Linked DNA regions of Mus musculus: regions 2, 3, 4, 5 and 6 are each linked to region 1. A link is a contact called in public HiChIP or PLAC-seq and promoter capture Hi-C data. All regions are on one chromosome and are shown on one strand. Each heading gives the region's core, a stretch centred on a gene start, on an enhancer-like site or on the middle of the called end of the contact. The rest is flanking DNA. Distances are from core to core; before and after follow the strand shown.

What was found. HiChIP or PLAC-seq counts read pairs in DNA pulled down with a chosen protein or histone mark. Capture Hi-C pulls out chosen DNA fragments and counts their contacts.
Region 2: a promoter capture Hi-C map of adipose tissue shows a contact between it and region 1. The contact joins the promoter of Galnt12 here to the promoter of Tbc1d2 in region 1. A contact is called at or near these places in 4 of 39 promoter capture datasets (the 3T3-L1 cell line, hippocampal neurons, liver and 1 more), 4 of 115 datasets of contacts at active chromatin or transcription factors (acute myeloid leukemia, bone marrow-derived macrophages, embryonic forebrain and 1 more) and 1 of 9 other capture datasets (adipose tissue).
Region 3: a contact with region 1 is called in an H3K4me3 HiChIP or PLAC-seq map of bone marrow-derived macrophages, with 4 times the contacts expected there. The contact joins the enhancer-like site here to the promoter of Tbc1d2 in region 1. A contact is called at or near these places in 5 of 115 datasets of contacts at active chromatin or transcription factors (acute myeloid leukemia, bone marrow-derived macrophages, epiblast stem cells and 2 more).
Region 4: an H3K4me3 HiChIP or PLAC-seq map of forebrain shows a contact between it and region 1, with 5 times the contacts expected there. The contact joins the promoter of Anks6 here to the promoter of Tbc1d2 in region 1. A contact is called at or near these places in 16 of 39 promoter capture datasets (the 3T3-L1 cell line, 3T3-L1-derived adipocytes, the C10 cell line and 11 more), 1 of 484 Hi-C or Micro-C datasets (bone marrow-derived macrophages), 15 of 115 datasets of contacts at active chromatin or transcription factors (bone marrow-derived macrophages, cardiomyocytes, craniofacial prominence and 10 more) and 3 of 9 other capture datasets (adipose tissue, liver and macrophages).
Region 5: an H3K4me3 HiChIP or PLAC-seq map of craniofacial prominence shows a contact between it and region 1, with 5 times the contacts expected there. The contact joins the enhancer-like site here to the promoter of Tbc1d2 in region 1. A contact is called at or near these places in 8 of 39 promoter capture datasets (the 3T3-L1 cell line, 3T3-L1-derived adipocytes, the C10 cell line and 4 more), 1 of 15 datasets of contacts at CTCF or cohesin (hippocampal excitatory neurons), 2 of 484 Hi-C or Micro-C datasets (bone marrow-derived macrophages and cerebral cortex), 26 of 115 datasets of contacts at active chromatin or transcription factors (T-cell acute lymphoblastic leukemia, bone marrow-derived macrophages, craniofacial prominence and 18 more) and 2 of 9 other capture datasets (adipose tissue and liver).
Region 6: an H3K4me3 HiChIP or PLAC-seq map of embryonic stem cells shows a contact between it and region 1, with 11 read pairs. The contact joins the promoter of Foxe1 here to the promoter of Tbc1d2 in region 1. A contact is called at or near these places in 1 of 39 promoter capture datasets (cranial neural crest) and 2 of 115 datasets of contacts at active chromatin or transcription factors (embryonic stem cells and large pre-B cells).

What each region holds. Positions count from the first base shown.
Region 1 is chr4:46,648,778-46,651,716 of GRCm38.p6, forward strand. It overlaps Tbc1d2 (TBC1 domain family, member 2), which reads right to left and starts at 1,422. Exons shown (of 13, transcript NM_198664.3): 1 at 892-1,422. The coding sequence starts at 1,257.
Region 2 is chr4:47,090,465-47,093,403 of GRCm38.p6, forward strand. Galnt12 (polypeptide N-acetylgalactosaminyltransferase 12) reads left to right here and starts at 1,459. Exons shown (of 10, transcript NM_172693.4): 1 at 1,459-1,864. The coding sequence starts at 1,509.
Region 3 is chr4:47,073,688-47,076,626 of GRCm38.p6, forward strand. No RefSeq gene overlaps it. Among named protein-coding and RNA genes, the nearest start is that of Galnt12, 17 kb to the right of the region's middle. Within about 2 kb of position 1,469, at least 23 of the 459 cell types and tissues checked have an H3K27ac peak or open chromatin away from gene starts, as enhancers often do. A contact at or near this core is called in bone marrow-derived macrophages and pancreatic cancer cells, where this site is marked.
Region 4 is chr4:47,055,916-47,058,854 of GRCm38.p6, forward strand. It overlaps Anks6 (ankyrin repeat and sterile alpha motif domain containing 6), which reads right to left and starts at 1,391. Exons shown (of 16, transcript NM_001356426.1): 1 at 1,034-1,391. The coding sequence starts at 1,365.
Region 5 is chr4:47,027,970-47,030,908 of GRCm38.p6, forward strand. It overlaps Anks6 (ankyrin repeat and sterile alpha motif domain containing 6), which reads right to left. Exons shown (of 16, transcript NM_001356426.1): 11 at 2,695-2,882. Among named protein-coding and RNA genes, the nearest start is that of Anks6, 28 kb to the right of the region's middle. Within about 2 kb of position 1,417, at least 9 of the 459 cell types and tissues checked have an H3K27ac peak or open chromatin away from gene starts, as enhancers often do. A contact at or near this core is called in craniofacial prominence, where this site is marked.
Region 6 is chr4:46,342,123-46,345,061 of GRCm38.p6, forward strand. Foxe1 (forkhead box E1) reads left to right here and starts at 1,522. Exons shown (of 1, transcript NM_183298.2): 1 at 1,522-2,939. The coding sequence starts at 2,072. It overlaps Gm12446 (predicted gene 12446), which reads right to left and starts at 1,359. Exons shown (of 6, transcript NR_165272.1): 1 at 1,217-1,359.

The DNA of each region.
Region 1 (2,939 bases), core at 172-2,671:
TGTATGGACTAACCAAAAAAATAAAAATAAATAAATAAATCATGTGCTGAGGGACCCTGACCAACAGCACTTGTCTTGTGGAAGGAACACAAGACCTAAGCCCACATGACCTCTAAAATGTCCTTTCTTGTTTAAAAATTGGATTCCAGCCTAGCCAACTGGCCACACTGCCAGGAAAGGAGAACTACACCTCCCGGCATCCTAGTATCTGAACAGCTGCAGGTTGAGGACATAGGGAGACAGAGACCAGGCAGTGGAAAGAAAGACCTTCATCCTTGCACTCCTCTGCCTAGAGAACTAACCTAAGCCCACATCCATCTTCCCAGACAGGTAACAGGACACTTCCCCTTAACATGATAGATAGGTTCTGACCTGTGGCTCCATCACTCCGTGTGTGCATACGTGTTTATTCAAAAGGCATTTACTAAGAACTCACTAGTTCAGGCATGCCTGGATGAACAATCTAGGCCCATCAGTGAACTTACATATTTTCCTTCCTAATCCCTACCCATGTCTGCATTCCCTCCCGTTGGCCAAAACACCAAGATATGAATCAGATCCTGGCCTCAGCGAGTGCAACCACAGTACCCTGACTGCTTCAATACCAGGTTTGATAACAGCACTGGAAGATTCCAAAAAGTGAGCCACAGCATTGTAAATGCCTGGGCTGGGCCATTCCCTTTTGTCTATGAATCAGTTTCTTAATGCATAAAAGGAGTCCCTCACCCTTGCCTGTGGGAAGGCAATAAGGAAATGGTGTGAAAGCTAAGTGGGACAGCTCCAGGCTCTGGGGCACTGACTGGATGGTGATCACCGTCCGGGTTAATTTGCGGTGGCCATGCATTGGCCCTGAAAACTAGCTCGAGCTGTAAAGTGCGGAGTTCCACTTACCTTGAGGGTAATAACCCGGCTGGGAGTCTTGATTTCAAAAGTGCCCTCCTCCTCAGCGTCCGCCTTACAGTCAAAGACCGCACTGGAGAGATCGATGCTGTCCAAGGGGTTTGCATCCTGCGCGGTGCGCGAATAATACAGGTGGCACTTCCTCTCATCGTAGAAGAACCAGCGGCATTTCCAGCCCTTGATGGGTCCTTTGCCGCCAAACTTACTTAAATACCCACAGAGTTTCTTAGGGACCGTGTCTAGAGGCCGGGCGCAGCCCTCCGAATCCCCGGGAGATACCACCTCGGGCTCCCTGGCCAAGCCCGGAGGCTGTGTGGACTCCGAGGAAGAGGGAGTGCGCTCGGGGGCGTCCTCCATCGCTGCTGGCCCGCTGCACAGGCCTGCGGCACTGGAATGCGGGAGGTCCGACGGGCACCTGGGAACCGGCGATACCTGGCTGGGGCGGAGCCGGTCCGGTCCAGCCCCTAGAAGAAGGCGGAGAGCACCCCTGCCGGCGCCGGAGAGAGCGCCTTAGACACTTGACAGCAAACTCAGCGCAGGACGGCAGGCCACGCCCCTGTCACGCGAGGACCGCCCCGGGTCCCGCCCACCAAGCCAACTTCCGGCTTTTCCTCCGCGCTGTCGGCCATGTTGCTTCGTTCGCCCGCGGCGCGTGCGGGCGCCTCTGTTTAAAAACAAGGCTTTTTCTTTCTCCGAGGCGCTTTAAGCGTGGGGAGGGATGCAGGAAGCCAGGCCAAGCTACGTGGCCGTGGGGTTCGCGTGGAGGCGCTGGAGCATGGCGTCCTCTCCAGCCGCCACTCTACGGGTGCCGCGCGAGTCACCGCGGGACGGCGCATCGCGCAGCCATTGGCCGAGCGCTCCGTTTCCGATCCTGAACCTAAAAGTTTGGAAGTTTTCCCAGTCACCTCCCGCGATCGCTCTGGTCGGACACCACCTCCTCCACCACCCCTGCCTCGGCTCGCATTTCACCTTACAGCCCCAGTCGCCTTACCTCGGGCGCCTTGTTGCACTGGCGGGAACGCGGAGCACCGCGAGGACAGAGCAGAGCTTTAAATAGCAGGGCTAGGATCCAACTGATTCCCTCAACCTCCTGCCTCAGTTTACCAAAGCGCCCCGAGGCGTGTTTCGCCACTAGATCGATACACCTTGTTCTGGTTCACCTCTCTTCTGGAGTCTCATCTTTCTTGCCGGTTACTTTGCCCGTCACCTCAACTCCCTTGTGCGATCCGTTTACAGGCAAGGGTTTTTTAGTGGAAGTATGGCAGTAGCGACCCTCTCTGAGTACCTGTATATTTTTAAGATTCTCTATCGTTGAGCGACTTTGCTAAGGTTTTCTCACATAAGGATGGGCAGGGCTCACACCTACCCTTCCCTCCACAACAAGAGAATTTATGGTGAAACTAAGGAGCCCTCCTAGACTTGGAGAGGCCACTGGGCGTTGGATTTTGTAGATGGGGAAGGTTACAAATCAGTATTGTCTACTAAATACCAGGCGCTCGCGCGGGGGCGGGGGGGTCTTTTTTATTGGAAACAGATTATTTTCTCATCCCAAATCAACATTGGCCATCGTACCTCTGTTGATAATTTTGCATTTTTAAGAAATCCTTCAGTACTTCCTTGATCCACACCTGTCTATCCTCAGAACTGTTTTTGATAGTATGCCCGAAGCTCCAAATACAGAAGGTAGAAAAGGGTGAGTCTTCATTAAATGTTGGCTGCAACTGAAAGTCAATAAACGACTTAAAAGCTGTAAGCCACCAAGAGGACAATAGGGTGTTTAGCAGAATTCACACCACTGAAAACTGGAAAATGCTACAATTAAATTATTGTTTAAGACAGGATCTCATACAGCACAGGCTGGGCTCAAGCTTGCTGTGTAGCCAAATATGACTTTGAATTTTGAACAGTCCTGCCATTGGCAGCAGAGCCAGACACAGCAGCTGTGAGTTCTCGCAAACCTTTAGGGACCACAACCCACATGAAACTGAATCCTCACCTGTATTGCAGAGACGAGCTTGCGGATGAACCAGTAAGAAGCA
Region 2 (2,939 bases), core at 209-2,708, 440 kb after region 1:
AATTTTCTTGGGACTGGGGCAGAATTTCAAAACAACACTCCAAAATATAGTTCTGCTACCTGGCACCACACATTTATGTGAAATGGCACTCCCAGCATTGGGATTTTTAAAATGAAATTATCAATCAACTCTGAAAATTATGACGATGGTTTGTGTCCTGTAGTATCAAATGCTTAGCCTTAATTTAAGTCTTTATATAAAAATAAGCAAGTCCATCCATCTTAACATGTAAACGGCTTTCTTTTATTAATAGTAAAATTATATGTATTTTAAAGATTGTTTTAAAATGAGTTTCTTTATGACTTACTATAAGTAAGTGGTTGATTTATATACTGGTTTTATATACATATACACCCAGAATTACACAAAAACTTCTGCCGTGAAAATGTGCTATTAGTGGCAAAATTAATAATAATAATAAGCCATCCTGAAAACGCTGCAGTGGCTGAAGGCTTCAGGAAGAGTTGGTAAGGTGGGGCAAGGCAAGTGGGTGCAGGAACAGAATTTGCAAAGGCACCAGCCTAGCTTGGCTCCTTCCTCCCCCCACAACTAAAGGTAAAAGTGGCAGTTTGTGTAAATTACTGAAGACATTTTATTCCTAAAAGTTAGAGGCCAGCCTGGGCTATGTAGAAAGTTTAGAGTCAACCAGGACTACAGAGTGAGACCATATTTCAGTCAACATCAGGGGCTGGGGCTGGAGACACTATTTAGCTAGGCTTGGTACCACTGACCTGTAATTCTAGGACTCAGGAAAGGAGGCCAGCCTGGGTTACTTGAGATTCCGACTATGATACAGCAACACATTTTTGATTTAAACTTTAAATTTAAAACTTTTATCTGTATGCATGTATGTATACACAAGTGTCTATATCACACGTGGGGGTTGGAGGACAACTTGAGGGAGTCCTCCTTTCACCATGTGGGGATGGATGGAACTCTGTCCTTCAAGCTTCGAAGCAAGGGCCCCGTGGCTCCCCTTTTCTCCTATAAGCCCTGAGCCAAACCTGATACATTACAGGAAAGGATGGTGTGTGTGTGTGTGTGTGTGTGTGTGTGTGTGTGTGTGTGTGTGATGGGCCTGCGGAGTGTAGGTGTCCCTAAAGCAAAGACTGAAAAACATAGCTTGGAAAACCATGGGCTCCAGTTAGTTATTCTAGGCGCCACTGAGTACCGCACAGAGCCGCCTGCAGCTTTCATGAGTCTTGGCCAGCACATCCTGAACACGTAGTGGCTAAGGTTAAGGACCTTCCATCCGGGATAGTGCTAGTGTCACGTAAGTTCAAGGAAGGGTCCCCATAGCGCCCAGAGCGCTGTGCTCAGCCCACACTCACGCCGCAAGGGTCGCCAAGCTCTCTGCTCTCTCATGTGGGCACAGGCAGGTGGGCGCGGGAGGCAGCAGCCAGGAAGAGGGCGGGGCGCAGGTGGGGCGGGCCGGGGGCGGGGCGACCGCGGTTCCGGGATCCGGGTCCAGCCTCGGCCCGAGGCCGCGGGGTGCAGCTAGCGGGTGCATGTGGGGGCGTGCGGTGAGGAGGCGCTGCCCGCGGGGGCTGCGGCGCGGCCGGGAGGCGTTGCTGGCACTGCTGGCCCTGGCAGGGCTGGGCGCGCTGCTGCGGGCTCGAAGCAGGTCGGGGACGGTGGACCCGGGACCCCCGCGGACTCCTCTCCCCGGGCGTCACGAGCCAGTGCTGCCCAGGCCGCCGCTGCCCGCCGATGCTCTGGGAGCGCATGGGGAGGCGGTGCGGCTGCAGCTGCAGGGCGAGGAGCTGCGGCTGCAGGAGGAGAGCGTGAAGCAGCACCAGATCAACATCTATCTGAGCGACCGTATCTCGCTGCACCGCCGACTGCCCGAGCGCTGGAACCCTCTGTGAGTAGTCGCGGAGCACTGGCGCGTGGGACGCAGCATCCTTCTCGGGAGGAGGTGGTGCAGAGCGGGGGTGGTGGTGGGGCGTATCTAGAGGGCGAAGAGGCGGGAAAGTTAAAAAAAAAAATCAGAACGAACCTAAGAAAGTCAAACTGGTAACTGAGTGGTCCCTTGAATCAGACACCTCAAAGTTGTCATTCTGTCGGGACAGGGTGAGATTCGAGTTAAACACACTGAAGAGACCCCTACTTCGTGCCTGTGGGGGCAGTTAGGACTGTGGGTGTGGCTGTGACTCCGGAGAGCTGACGGCGACTAGCACAGGGCTGACCCCATTCATTGGTGTGGGTGTGCTGTTGCCCAGGGATAGAGCAGAGCCATCGAGATGCCCAATGGCCGTGCCCGAGGCCCGGAGCCGCCTCCCTTTCTCTCTGGCTGTTGAAGTCCTAGCTTTGGGTGGAGGGCGGTGGGAAGAAGAGGTTTGTGGGAAGGGCGCCTGTGACTCTTGAGTCCAGCCGAGCACACTCTTGTAGGTGGTGCAGGGCAGATCCTGTGTAGTCAGAGCCTAGTTCCTGTTGAAGCTGCTGGCTTTTCAACAGGTGAGAGACAAGGAAGCAAACACCCGCAGCAGCTGCTGCTGCCACCTTTACCCTCAGTCTCCCAGACGCCTCCACCCTTTAAATTTGTTACAGAACTTTTAGTTCCCACTTGAGCTCGGTAGATTGCCTGGAAAACAGAACTCAGAAAGGGGTCCTGGTTAGAGCCACAGGGCCAGCCTGGTGTGATTATCAGGCGCTTGCCACATTCTACTCTCCAGGCCTTGACAGTTCTTTTTTTTTCCAGTTTGGAAATGGACTCAGAGGGCATAGGCAACACTGACCTGCGAGAGGATGAGATGCGGTCTGCTGTGCCCCTTCCTCCATCAGGGAGAGTTTAACAGATTTAACTGAATTTCTCTCACCTACCGCAATGGCTTTGCCCGAAGCCCTTTTCACTCTCTTTCCGAGTCAAAATTGCTGGGATTGGCAGGGATTCTCCACTCCTACCCAGTGCCTCAGGCAGCTTCAGCTCTTTGAAAGGT
Region 3 (2,939 bases), core at 219-2,718, 420 kb after region 1:
AACTAACATTCCTCTTCACTCAGCCTCCCAAGTGCTGGGACTACAAGTAGGTACCATTGGTCGTGCCCCCCCCCCCCCCAGTGCCTTCTTCCTGGCTTTGCATCACTGCGTTCTGGGAATACTCAGCGCTTTGTCTCCCTGTCTCCTCCAAAGTTAAATAACTCAAGCCAGCATTGGCAGAGTGTCCAACAGGTAACCCCTGGGATAAACCGAGGAGCAAGCACCTTGACCTGTATCTGCCTAGTGTGTGGTTCTGAAGCCACAATGACCCAGGTCCTCAGCAAGACTTGTCTCAGTGTTCACTGCAAAAAGGCTTCACAGGCCCGAATCCTTCCCCTGTCCCTTTGAGATGTGTATTTGCCTCCCACTTAAAGTCGTGTATTCAAAGCATCATCATCAAGATGAATGTGGTGGCTCACTCAGGAAGCTGAGGCTGGAGGATTGCTCACACACACACAGACACACACACAGACACACACACACACAGACACACACACACTCACACACACACACACACACAGAGAGAGAGAGAGAGAGAGAGAGGAGTGGGGGGGAAGAGGGATGGAGAGGAAGGCAGGGAGATAAAAAGACAGAGGGCTGGAGAGATGGCTCAGCGGTTAAGAGCACTGACTGCTTTTCCAGAGGTCCTGAGTTCAAATCCCACAACCACATGGTGGCTCATAGCCATCTGTAATGAGATCTGATGCCCTCTTCTGGTAGGTCTGAAGACAGCTACAGTGTACTTACACATAATAAATAAATAAATCTTTAAAAAAAGAAAAGAAAAAAGACAGACAGAGAGGCACTCCATCTCCCTGTAAGCAAGAGGCCTCACCTGTACAAACTGCAGTTAGGTTCAGTTCACCAGCCTCCTCCTTCTGCTGCCATGGCACACTGTGGTGACACCAGTGCTTCCTAAGGTTGTGTCACTCTGAGACTCTGACATTTGCTTCTTAGCATGTGCTTAGACCCTAGCATGGTGCCAGGAGCAGAGCAGATAGGAAGTTTTTCCTGGCGGTGAAAACGTAGCTTAAAACATCTCATTTGTTCCGATTCGCTATTGTATAACAAACCATTTCCAAACCTCACACCCACCATCTCTTCAGACATTTAGATTCTGGGTCTGGGAATATGAAAGAAGCGTCTTTCTCTGCTGTTTCTATTTCATCTCTCCAGCTTCTCTCAGGTTCCTGAGGCAGGGATTCCTGCGGGGGACTGTCTCTTCAGGATGAGATGCAAAACTACCTTCAAATGGAAAAGATTCTCAGGCACCAGCTAGAGCTTTAGAACTTAATGGTCAACAGAGCGCCACTCACCCCCCCCCCAACTCCTCACCTCATACCCCCACTCTGACCAAACTGCCTGCCCAGCCCAGTTCCTCTTGCCATCAGAGTGTGGGGCTGCACTCCCTACCTCTGTGAAGGCTTTCTGGGGCTGGGAGATGACTCACTCGGGAAAGTGGCTGCACTGAGTACAATTAGCTAGTTCCAGCCCCTCCCTTTGGCTGTCAGACTATTGACACAATGGATCTACACCACTGCCACCCAGGCTTAAGACCTGTGGCCTCTTTTTGGGGGGACCCAAATCCTTTTGACCTGAGGACGCCCAGAGAAACCTGAAACCTCTACCTGTTCTTCCAGCCCTGTGGCAGGAAGGAGGAAATTACCTGTACTCTCTTCTCCTCCCCTGCCTACTTGAGGTTGGTTGGGCCTGGGAGGGGGAAGTAGTTCCCTTGATGTCACAGAGCTGCTCTGTGTGTGTGTGTGTGTGTGTGTGTGTGCAAAAAAATAATTAATTCCTTCCTTGTTCAAGGTTTATTAGTTCATGTCCCCTTCTCTACCAGTAACTTGTAAAAATGGAAGATTCAAAATCCTTTTTTTTCTTTAGTGAAGCCACAGCCCCTTACCAGCCTGTTGGAAACTACTTTAAGGTATGAGGGTACTGGGCACTTTTCCATCAAATATTGGGAGGATGAAAAGAGACAGTCAGAAAACCTATCAGCTCACCCGAGGTAGGTCAGCTTACTCAAGGACCTAAGGGATTGCCCACCAGCTTTCTGGAAAGGCTTTATGCGACATTATCAGATATTTACTCCCGTAAACCCAGATGTCCACACCCTAAGACAGTGAGCCACTAATATTGCCTTTGTCAAGCAGTCAGCCCCAGACATGACAAGAAAGCTCCAGAAATCAGACGGATCTGAAGGCATGAGTAGGTCTCAACTTCTGGAAATTGCTCATAAAGTTTACAACAGCCGAGATTCAGCAGCAGACAGACAGGGAAAGAAATTCACTTGTTCTGTCATTGGTGCCCTTGGTGAAACAGACACAAGAGGAAATGGGGGGGGGATAGACCAGGAGAAGGGGTTCAGGGACTCGCCAGCATCATCTGATGGGGTCCCAAGAAGTAGATCTGTTGGAGTTTAGACGAAATTAAGCACAAAACCCCCTGCCCTGAGGAGGAGTGAGAACAGGTCACAGAAGGCCTTTTGGAAGCCCCCCAAGCCCTGGCGTACAGAGTATCATCCATGGAGTGTCCCTCAGATCACATGCCTAGGTGACACTTGGAGGAAGGAAAGCAGATGCTTTCTCACCACCATGTTTCAGCTGTCCTACAAATAATCCCTGTTTCCACATTGGGGGGGGGGGCGCGGGGGACAAGTGTGGGAATTTCTGGGAGTGGTTGAAAATTGCTGGCTATGGTTAATGGGATTTGCTGAGTTAGCCAAGCCCCTCTATGCCAGCACTGGGGGTATGCAGCCTTTAGAATGGACTGAGACTCAGCAAGGGCCTTCAAAGCCTTGAAAAAGGCCCTGTTATCTGCCCCAGTCTTGAGCTTCCCATACATTATTAAACCATTTCACTTGTAAGTGGATGATGCCAGAGGCATTGCCTGGGGGTCCTCATGCAAGCTCCAGGACCCTGGAAAAGACAAATGGC
Region 4 (2,939 bases), core at 141-2,640, 410 kb after region 1:
TCTGTACCTCCAGTTCCAGGATACCCATCGCCCTCTTCTGGCTTCCCTCAGACACCAGGCACACATGTGGTGCACATATACACAGGCGCTCATACACATAAAATAAAAACAAATCTAAAAACAAAACAAGCATTGTCTCTTTTCTTGTTTTTTTACAGCTCAGTATATTTATACGAGTCAGAAATCTAGAGATGGATTTTGCTGCCTCTCCCAACCCCTTCGCAGGGTCACACAACCACGAGGATCAACTTCAGGTTTATCCAGGCCACTAATTGTCTCTTCCTTGGCTGCTGTCTTCCTAGCCAGCCTTCCTGACTCTGGCCCATCTCTCTGCCTATTCTCACAGGTGCTGAATGTAACTTACCCGAAACAAAAGTCTGTTCCGGTCACAGTGCCCTGTGCCTTCCACACTCCTGATCATCCTTAGATTGTGGGTTTCTGTTCAGCCCCAATCTGGCACCTACTTTCTTCCTCCAATGGTGGGCTTGTCTCCAGCCCCCTCTGGGTCGCAGCATCCTCCCAGTTGTCTGACCACCTTTCATCACTATGTGTCTGCAGTGTGCTTGTTCTCCCTCGCTTCCTCGTTTTCCGGTCCTGGATAACTCTTACAAATCCTCGAGTCTTAACACCTCATTTCCACTAAAAATCGCCTCTATTCCTCCAACTGGGTCAGCTACTACTGTCAGACCTTCCAGATCAAGAATGCTACTTTATTTACCCACCCACCCCACTCATATCCCCAAAATAGGGACTTAATTGGATCCCAGTTATCTATTCGGTCAACCCCCAAAGCCAGGGTGAGTAGACAGATTCTTAGGAGACCCTTGATGCAAAACGGAATGAATGAACGTCTAGAAGATGCACTCCGCAGCCTCCACACTGTTCAGAAGCCAAAGTTTCTAACATCCCTAATCTTGTGTTTCTGAAACCGCCCTTTTATTTCCATCATACAGATGACCAAAAGGCAAAGCTCCAAGTCTGCCATTCGCACTCTCACGAGTCCCGGACTCTCTCCTTCCCGGTCCCCGCTCACCTGGCCGCCTGCATGAGCGCGCTCCAGCCGTAGTGGTTGCGGCTGTTGACCGAGGCTCCGCGGCGCAGCAGGAACCTTACGAGTGGCTCGTGGCCACCGGCCGCCGCCAGCTGCAGCGCCGAGTTGCCCGCCTCATCGGAACAGTCCACCGGCACCGGCGCCCCGGCCTCCGCTGCCCGGACCGCCTCGGGCCCTGCCGGCTCCGCTCCCGCCTCGGGCCCCGCGACCGGGTCCGCGCCTGGCTCCAGCAGGCGCCGCGCCGTGTCGGTGTCACCCTGCTCGCAGGCGCGGAGCAGCAGCTGCAGGCCGGGGGCCAGCGCGCCCTCGCCCATCGCTGACCGCCCGCTCCGCGCCGCCGCCCGCTCCCACCCCGGGGCCGCGCGCGTGCCCGCCGTCCGCAGGCCCGCCCCCTGGGTGCGCGCGCGCCTCCGGGGTCGCGCCTGATGGGTACGCGCGCGCAGGGCCCGCCTCCCGCCTTGGAGGGTGGGCCTGTGACTGTGCGGTCACTCTTCAGTCTTCCTGTTCGTTCCTACTGAATCCGACCTCTGGGCCTAGCTTAGAACTCATCTCGCATCTCTACCGACCCCAGACCGGCCCGCATTTCACTAGCGCTCCCTAAACAGTCGCAGGCTGAATCGGGACGAATGGGTCAGCCCCGTCGTTTGCCGGAGCAGCCCTGCAGTGCTGAGTTCTTCATCTGTGTCAAGCTACCCGCCCATCTATCTCTTGTTTTTGACAGGGGGGGGGGGGGGTCACCACTACCGCAGTAACTTACATGTTACAGATAGAGATTTTTCTAGCCACACCCCAGACCCACTGTCGGAAACTCAGTGTGGGACCAGCAACTGTTCTGGTCCCAAGCCCTCCTGTATATCACACAAACAGTAGGAACCACCGACTGGTCCCCAGGGCAGTCCTTGTAGCCACCCTAGAGTTTCAGATGATTATTCCAATCTACAGTAGACGAGTGACCGGGAAGGTTGTATGTTGCTATAGTCTGCACAGATCTGCAGGCGCTGCTGTGGCTAGGACTCAGGTCTTCTGACATCAAGTTCATCTCTCTTTCCGGACTCAACAAGTATGTATTGGATGCCTGTTAGTGCCAGGCACAGCTCTTCGTGCCGCGAACGTTTGCAAGATAGCATCTCTGCCTTCTAGGATCTGACCCACCCATACAGGCTATAAAGATATGCTGTGGTAATAAACTTGGCTGCTGAATGGTAGTTGAGTGCTGTTGACACAGTAAACGGAACATGAATCCAAGCAAAATCGGGTAGAAGGTGGAGCATTGTTTCATAATTGAGCCAACAAGAGAATTACTGAAAATATAACACTTGCAAAAACCTTAAGGAAGAGAGTAAGCCATGAGGACATTTTGGGGAAAAGAAGCTAATTAAGCAGAAAGCAAGACGCAGTTCACAGCATATGTGTCCTTACAGCATGGACACTTCCATAGGAAGAGACAACTGGTTTCCCTAGATGGTTAGTAGTGCCCGCCCAAACCCAGCAAGAAGCCAGACATACAAGGCAAGGCTGTTACATGTCCCAACAGTGTGTCATGATAACAGCGTAACTGTTAGGTCTGAGGACAGTTATTGAAAGTGTCCCCTGACTTCCACATTTGTTGTATGGCATGCACAGGCACACACACAATAAATAAATATGTCAGCTATGGTGGTGCATGCCTTTAATTACAGCATTGGGAAGCAGAGGCAGACAGGTCTCTATGAATTTGAGGCCAGCGTGGTCTGCATAGTGAGCTCTGGGCCAGCCAAGGCTATATAGTGAGTCCTTTTCTCAAAAACAAAACAGAATAACAACAACAACAATAATAAATATAATTTAAAATAAACAAATAAAGTGGAAAGCTGTGTAGGAAGATATTCGACATTGACCTCTGGCTATC
Region 5 (2,939 bases), core at 167-2,666, 380 kb after region 1:
AGCATTTGAGGACTCCTTATTGTCTTCTATATGGACAGGCATGCTGTCTAAGGGCAGAGCTAGGTTCCTGCCCTCTGTGCCACTGACCATAGTCTCTAGCACAGGCTGTAGCTGTAGGCACCCTCTGTATAACAGCATCCTGCATCCCCAGCAGGAGGGCGCTTAGTCTTTACCAGCAACTATGATCCTGCTATACCAATTTTACACCTAACTCAGGAATCCCTTCCATAGCTGCTTTGTGTTTTAGCTTCTGTGCACCACAAACATGCTAGTGTCCTAGAAAGCGGGAAGAGGGTGTCAGCTCCCCTGAGACTGGAGTTACAGATGCTGTGAGTCACCACGTGGGTGCTGAGAATCAAACCTGGGTCCTCTGGGAGATCAGCCAGTGTATTTAACCACTCACTGAGCCATCTCTCCAGCCCCTAGATTCTGAATGCTATGTGTTTTGTCTGCATTTCTTCCTTCGTTTGTTACACGGTGTGCCACAGTCACTGATTTTATAATGCTGAATCTAACTGGCATAATGAGCCCATCAGTTAGAAGGGGTTTCCTTTTCATCCATCACTGTACTTAACTGTGTGGAAGATTCTAGAGTTTATGAGGACTACCGGGGCTACATTCTTTCTTGCAGGATCATAAAAATCCACCTTGCTCCCAATTTTAGGGGATAGAGAAAACATATAGCAAAATACAGGGTCATTAAGATACAATAATCACCAGGCACGGTTCTGCACATCTTTAATTTTAGCACCAGAGAGGCAGAGGCAAAAGTATCTCTGTGAGTTTGAGGCCAGTCTGGTTTACATAGTGAGCTCCTGTCTCAAAACAAAACAAATAAACAAACAAACAAAGCCCTGTAACAGTCCCAAATATGTGTGGAACTTTAAGTAAGGAAGAAAGTGACAGCTTTGGAAAGAGAAATGACCTGACCCTCTGTCAAGTTACAGATGTTACCACACTTCTAAGTGGCTGGTGGAGTCAGCAAATCAAGAACACATGGACCACACCACCCGCCAACCACACCAGAGTGACATTCACAGAGCCCCCTTCCCAGAGGCCGCAAGAGAACACATGCTTTTCTTAAGTGGGGATGGGTTGCTCATACTCAAGGGCATAAAAGAGACCTTGACACACTTACAGATAGGAGGAAACAGAACGACTACAGCAGAGCTGAGCTACGCCTCGGTAACAGGAAATTTCCTGGAAAAACCTCAAATGACTGAAAAAATTCAAACAAAAAGAACTAACCATGGGTCGGGAAAGGAACTCTGATCCAGCTGCTGACCGAAGGTTTGGAGTGAGCACACGGAGCCCTAGCTCTGGGTACAGAGGGAGCTGAGCTCTCCTACAGAGATGCAGAGGGAGTGCCTGGCTCTCAGTCACCCTTGCTGCTTTCCCAATGGTTCAGGCTTCCATGATTGGTGAACAAGTCAGAAGCCAGCCCCATGCATTACCTCACCACAGCAGTGAGCTTCCTGCTTTAAAACGAAGGACAAAATGCAGATCCAGGAGGCTCTAGTTTTGAAGACTAATTTCTATTCTTCCTAGGGGAGCCATTGAAAAGCACTTTGTGTCTTCTTACTCCTAGAGCCCACAACAGAGAGGCCATTTCACTGTCCTCTGATTGGGGCAGTGGTTTCTAAGAGTGGTGGCTAAGCTGGACTCTCTGGGGGCAGGAACTGATTCCCCAGACCCTACCCTGAGGGTCAGGGCAGCAGGAAGGCCTGGAGAGTCACCTCTATACCAAGCGTCTGGAGACCCCGGGACGGGGTCATTCTCCACCGACTGTCTCTGGGACACATCTTTTGGCAGCTAACCTCTTCTCATCAGGATATACCTGCATGTTGTTACAGTTGACACACACAGTAGTGTGGTAACAGTTAACAGCTTACATGCCTGTTTCCAACATCAGTGGCAGAACACTAAATGATACTTAGTACGGTTAATGAAACCCTCAGAATAGAACATTTTAGACAACAAAGAAGAAAACTATTTCAGAAGCCCTCAGCTAGTAGACTTATTTTAATGGGTAGCTGTGAGTGGCCAAGTGGAAAACGTGAAAAGAGAAATATACTAATTATATAACTTTTTATATCTTATAAAGAAAATGAATCAAGATATTGGAGGAGTCTATAGCTGAACTCTAAAATAAACTTAATTATACAGGTCCTTCGTATAAATAATTCTGAACGTAACAGAAATAAACCCAATGTGTCGGGGAGAAGCTGCTGGAACTAAATTATAAAAGGAACTTAAAGGATGAGGTTTTGCTGTGCAAGGGAGTTGGGATAAGAAAGCTGTGGAGACAGCAGTATCCGGGCAGAACCGGACTATTTCTCACACATCTGCTAAGGCGCAGACCTAGAGCTGAGGACCGTGAGAGGTAGCTCAGTGAGCTGTGGGTTAATGCAGCAGGCTGCTCCTGGCCCTGGGGTTAACCCTCCACTGTCAACAGAGAACAGCAGGGACCACAAGCAAGTGTGCACCTGAGCCCCTTCCAGCTCCCCATCCCCCACCTCCCACCCCTGCCACGGAGAAAAGGTGAGTGAACAAGGGGCCTGCAGAAGCAGTCAGACCTCTGCAGGAAGTTCAGGAGTGGCCATGACTGCAGTGCCAACCCCTGACATCCCAACTCTGCACGTGGGTCACAGGAAAGCACTGTACAGGTGTCACAGGCATCCAGAGAACAAGCACCTTGCTGCTGGAAGGGCCACTGGAAGAGCCACTACCACTGCTCGGGAGGGAGGCTGGGAGCTCAGGCGGGCTGGAGCTGGTGGCTGGCCCCACGGGACTGGACTGCTGGCGGGGCTTCTGCTCACACAAGCCGGCTGCTTTCTTCCTCTGAGCAGCGATCTGGGACAGGACACTGTCTACGCTGCCACCTGGGGAGACAGCAGTGAGCATTGTGGTCAGTCCTTCCCGCCTCATGGTGAATTGTG
Region 6 (2,939 bases), core at 272-2,771, 310 kb before region 1:
ACCTTGAATGCCCATTTACAGCCTTTTAGACGCTTAGAAGATTTGTATAGACACAAGAATGTAGGGATTCACACTGAGATAACCGCTCAGAATTTAAAATCTGGAAATACAAATCTTGGAATATGGAGAACCACAGACGTTCCTAATCGTATAATTGGCTTAAAGTTTACTCTGGGGGGAAAGAAACGTGAGAAATCTAGCTTCCCCTGGCTTCTTTAGGAGCGAGGGGCCGCAGCAAGCAGGAAGCCCCTCTGCATTCAAGGAGCTGGGGAAGGTCTTCAAGCAAGGTCGACTGCAGGAGAGAGGATCTGTGCTCTCTGCCTCTTTCTTTCAAAGGCAGCCACCCAGTGCTCACTGAAGAAGAACGCAATAAAACCAGAAGGCTGGGCCACCCACGTTAGACCTGAACCCTCCACAGTGTGTCTCTTTCCAGTCCGGCTCCTTACACAATTCCCATGCTCAGGAAAGGTACTGGCTTCACCGTGAGGATCTTAAGAACCAAATCTTAGATTCCTGAGTTGGGAATCTAACGTAACCAGTTCCAAAAGTGGCCAGAAAGCGAACCAGGCAGGTGGGGCTGCGCCGCTGGGAGTCCCTCTCTAGCACCGAATCCTGCCAGAGGAAGGCAGAAATCGGACATTTTGGAACAGTCTACACACACACACACACACACACACACACACACACACACGCGCGCGCGCGCGCGCGCGCACGCACGCACGCACACACACGCATACACCAGTAGAGTTGTGCACTGACTGCAGCATCCTCTCCCAAGTCTTCACTCAGACCTCTAGAGGCGGCTGGCCCTCTCTGGCCCCGTGGTAGTGGAGGGGTTGAGAGGCGGCGACTGCAGACAGCAGGAGCCAAGTCTTCGCTAACCAGGCATTCTCCTGCATATAGAAAAGGGTCCCAAGCCACCTAAGGACCCTGATGCGGCGAGGAGGCTTTCCCTAAACACCTCTTGAGATACAAAACTTCGGGACAGACCAGGAACCTGGTAAAGCGACTCCCTGTGGCACTACCTCACCACGAACTGAAAAGCTTACTCTAAAACAGACGCAGGCTGCAGGCACCGGAGGGCAGCAAAGTTGCTGTAGACCTGGGAATCCTTGTCTGAAAATGAATTGCACCAGAGATTGGGCCAGGTAGCCTAAACCTGGATTTGGAAGGCATCCCAAGAATTAAACGCGCCCCACTTTAGTCCAGTTCTTACCCTCTCTGAACAAGAAAATGCCATGAGCCCTCTTTCCACGTGAGACACAACTTTTCCGCAAAGACCGATTCAGGAGCGCTGGGCCGAGCTCCTGGAGTCTCAGTCTCCCGCTTGGCGCGCAGAGGGGGCCAGCCCCCGAATCTCCAGGCGCCCTCCCCGCTCTGACGTTTTGGGACTCCAGCCGCTACCTGGGGAGGTGTGCCCGTCGCGGGGGTGGGGAAGGGGGGAGTGGGGGGGGGCGGGCAGGGAAGCGGCTACGCCCCGCGTTTGCTGGCGCCTTTAAGGAGGAGAAGCCAGCGGAGGGAGGAGCTGGCCCAGGTGTGTGCAGGAGAGCGCCTCGCCGGCCGGACTCCGTGCTGGAGTTCAGAGCCGCAGAACGGAGCACTTGCTCGCCACCTGGCCCGGCCCGCTCGCCCGTCTCGCCTCTCTGCCCTCCGCTTGGGTTGTACCTTCCACCGTAGGGGTGCGGCATGGGCGGCCCCTGCAGGGGTGTACGGTGCCCCCACTGAAGGCCCTGGCACGAGACCCCAGCCTGCAGCCTCCTCTACGCGCACCGCCTCGACGGTCATCCTCAGACCCGCAGGGACTCCCAAACAGCTGCCGCCACCCCGGCCTTCGAGCCACGTCCGGACCCCTTGATCGCCTGGCACCAGAGCGCCAAGGATCCTCTGGCCGGTGCCCCACAGGAGCCGTCGGTGGACTCAGCGCTCCAGACCCCGAAGTTCCCTGCCCTCAGCGCTCTCGGTGCCCGCTGCAAAGCCCCGGCGTCGGCTCCCGTGGGATCGGGATTGCGGCCAGAGCGGTCGTCTACAGCTGAAGACGACGGGGGGTACGGGGGGGAGGGACCGCGGCGCCATGACGGCCGAGAGCGCGCCGCCTCCCCCGCCGCAGCCCGAGACGCTGGCGGCCGTGAAGGAAGAGCGCGGTGAGGCGGCGGCGGCGGGCGCGGGGGTCCCGGCGGAGGCTGCGGGTCGCGGCGCGGGAGGACGGCGACGCAAGCGCCCCCTGCAGCGGGGGAAGCCGCCCTACAGCTACATCGCGCTCATCGCTATGGCCATCGCGCACGCGCCCGAGCGCCGCCTGACTCTGGGCGGCATCTACAAGTTCATCACCGAGCGCTTCCCGTTCTACCGCGACAACCCCAAGAAGTGGCAGAACAGCATCCGCCACAACCTCACCCTCAACGACTGCTTCCTCAAGATCCCGCGCGAGGCGGGCCGCCCGGGCAAGGGCAATTACTGGGCGCTCGACCCCAACGCCGAGGACATGTTCGAAAGCGGCAGCTTCCTGCGCCGCCGCAAGCGCTTCAAGCGCTCGGACCTGTCCACCTACCCGGCCTACATGCACGATGCAGCCGCTGCCGCCGCCGCTGCCGCTGCCGCCATCTTCCCGGGCGCCGTGCCTGCCGCAAGGCCGGCTTACCCGGGCGCCGTCTATGCGGGCTACGCGCCGCCACTCGCCGCGCCTCCGCCGGTCTACTACCCCGCCGCGTCGCCGGGGCCCTGCCGGGTCTTCGGCTTGGTTCCCGAGCGGCCGCTCAGCCCCGATCTGGGCCCCGCGCCGTCAGCGGCCGGCGGCTCGTGCGCCTTCGCGGCTGCGGCGGGCGCGGCGGGCACCGGGAGCTTCCAGCCGGCGGTGTGCACCGGAGCGCGGCCGGTCAACCCCGCCGCCTATGCCGCCGCCTACGCGGGCCCCGACGGCGCGTACCCGCAAGGAGCGAGCA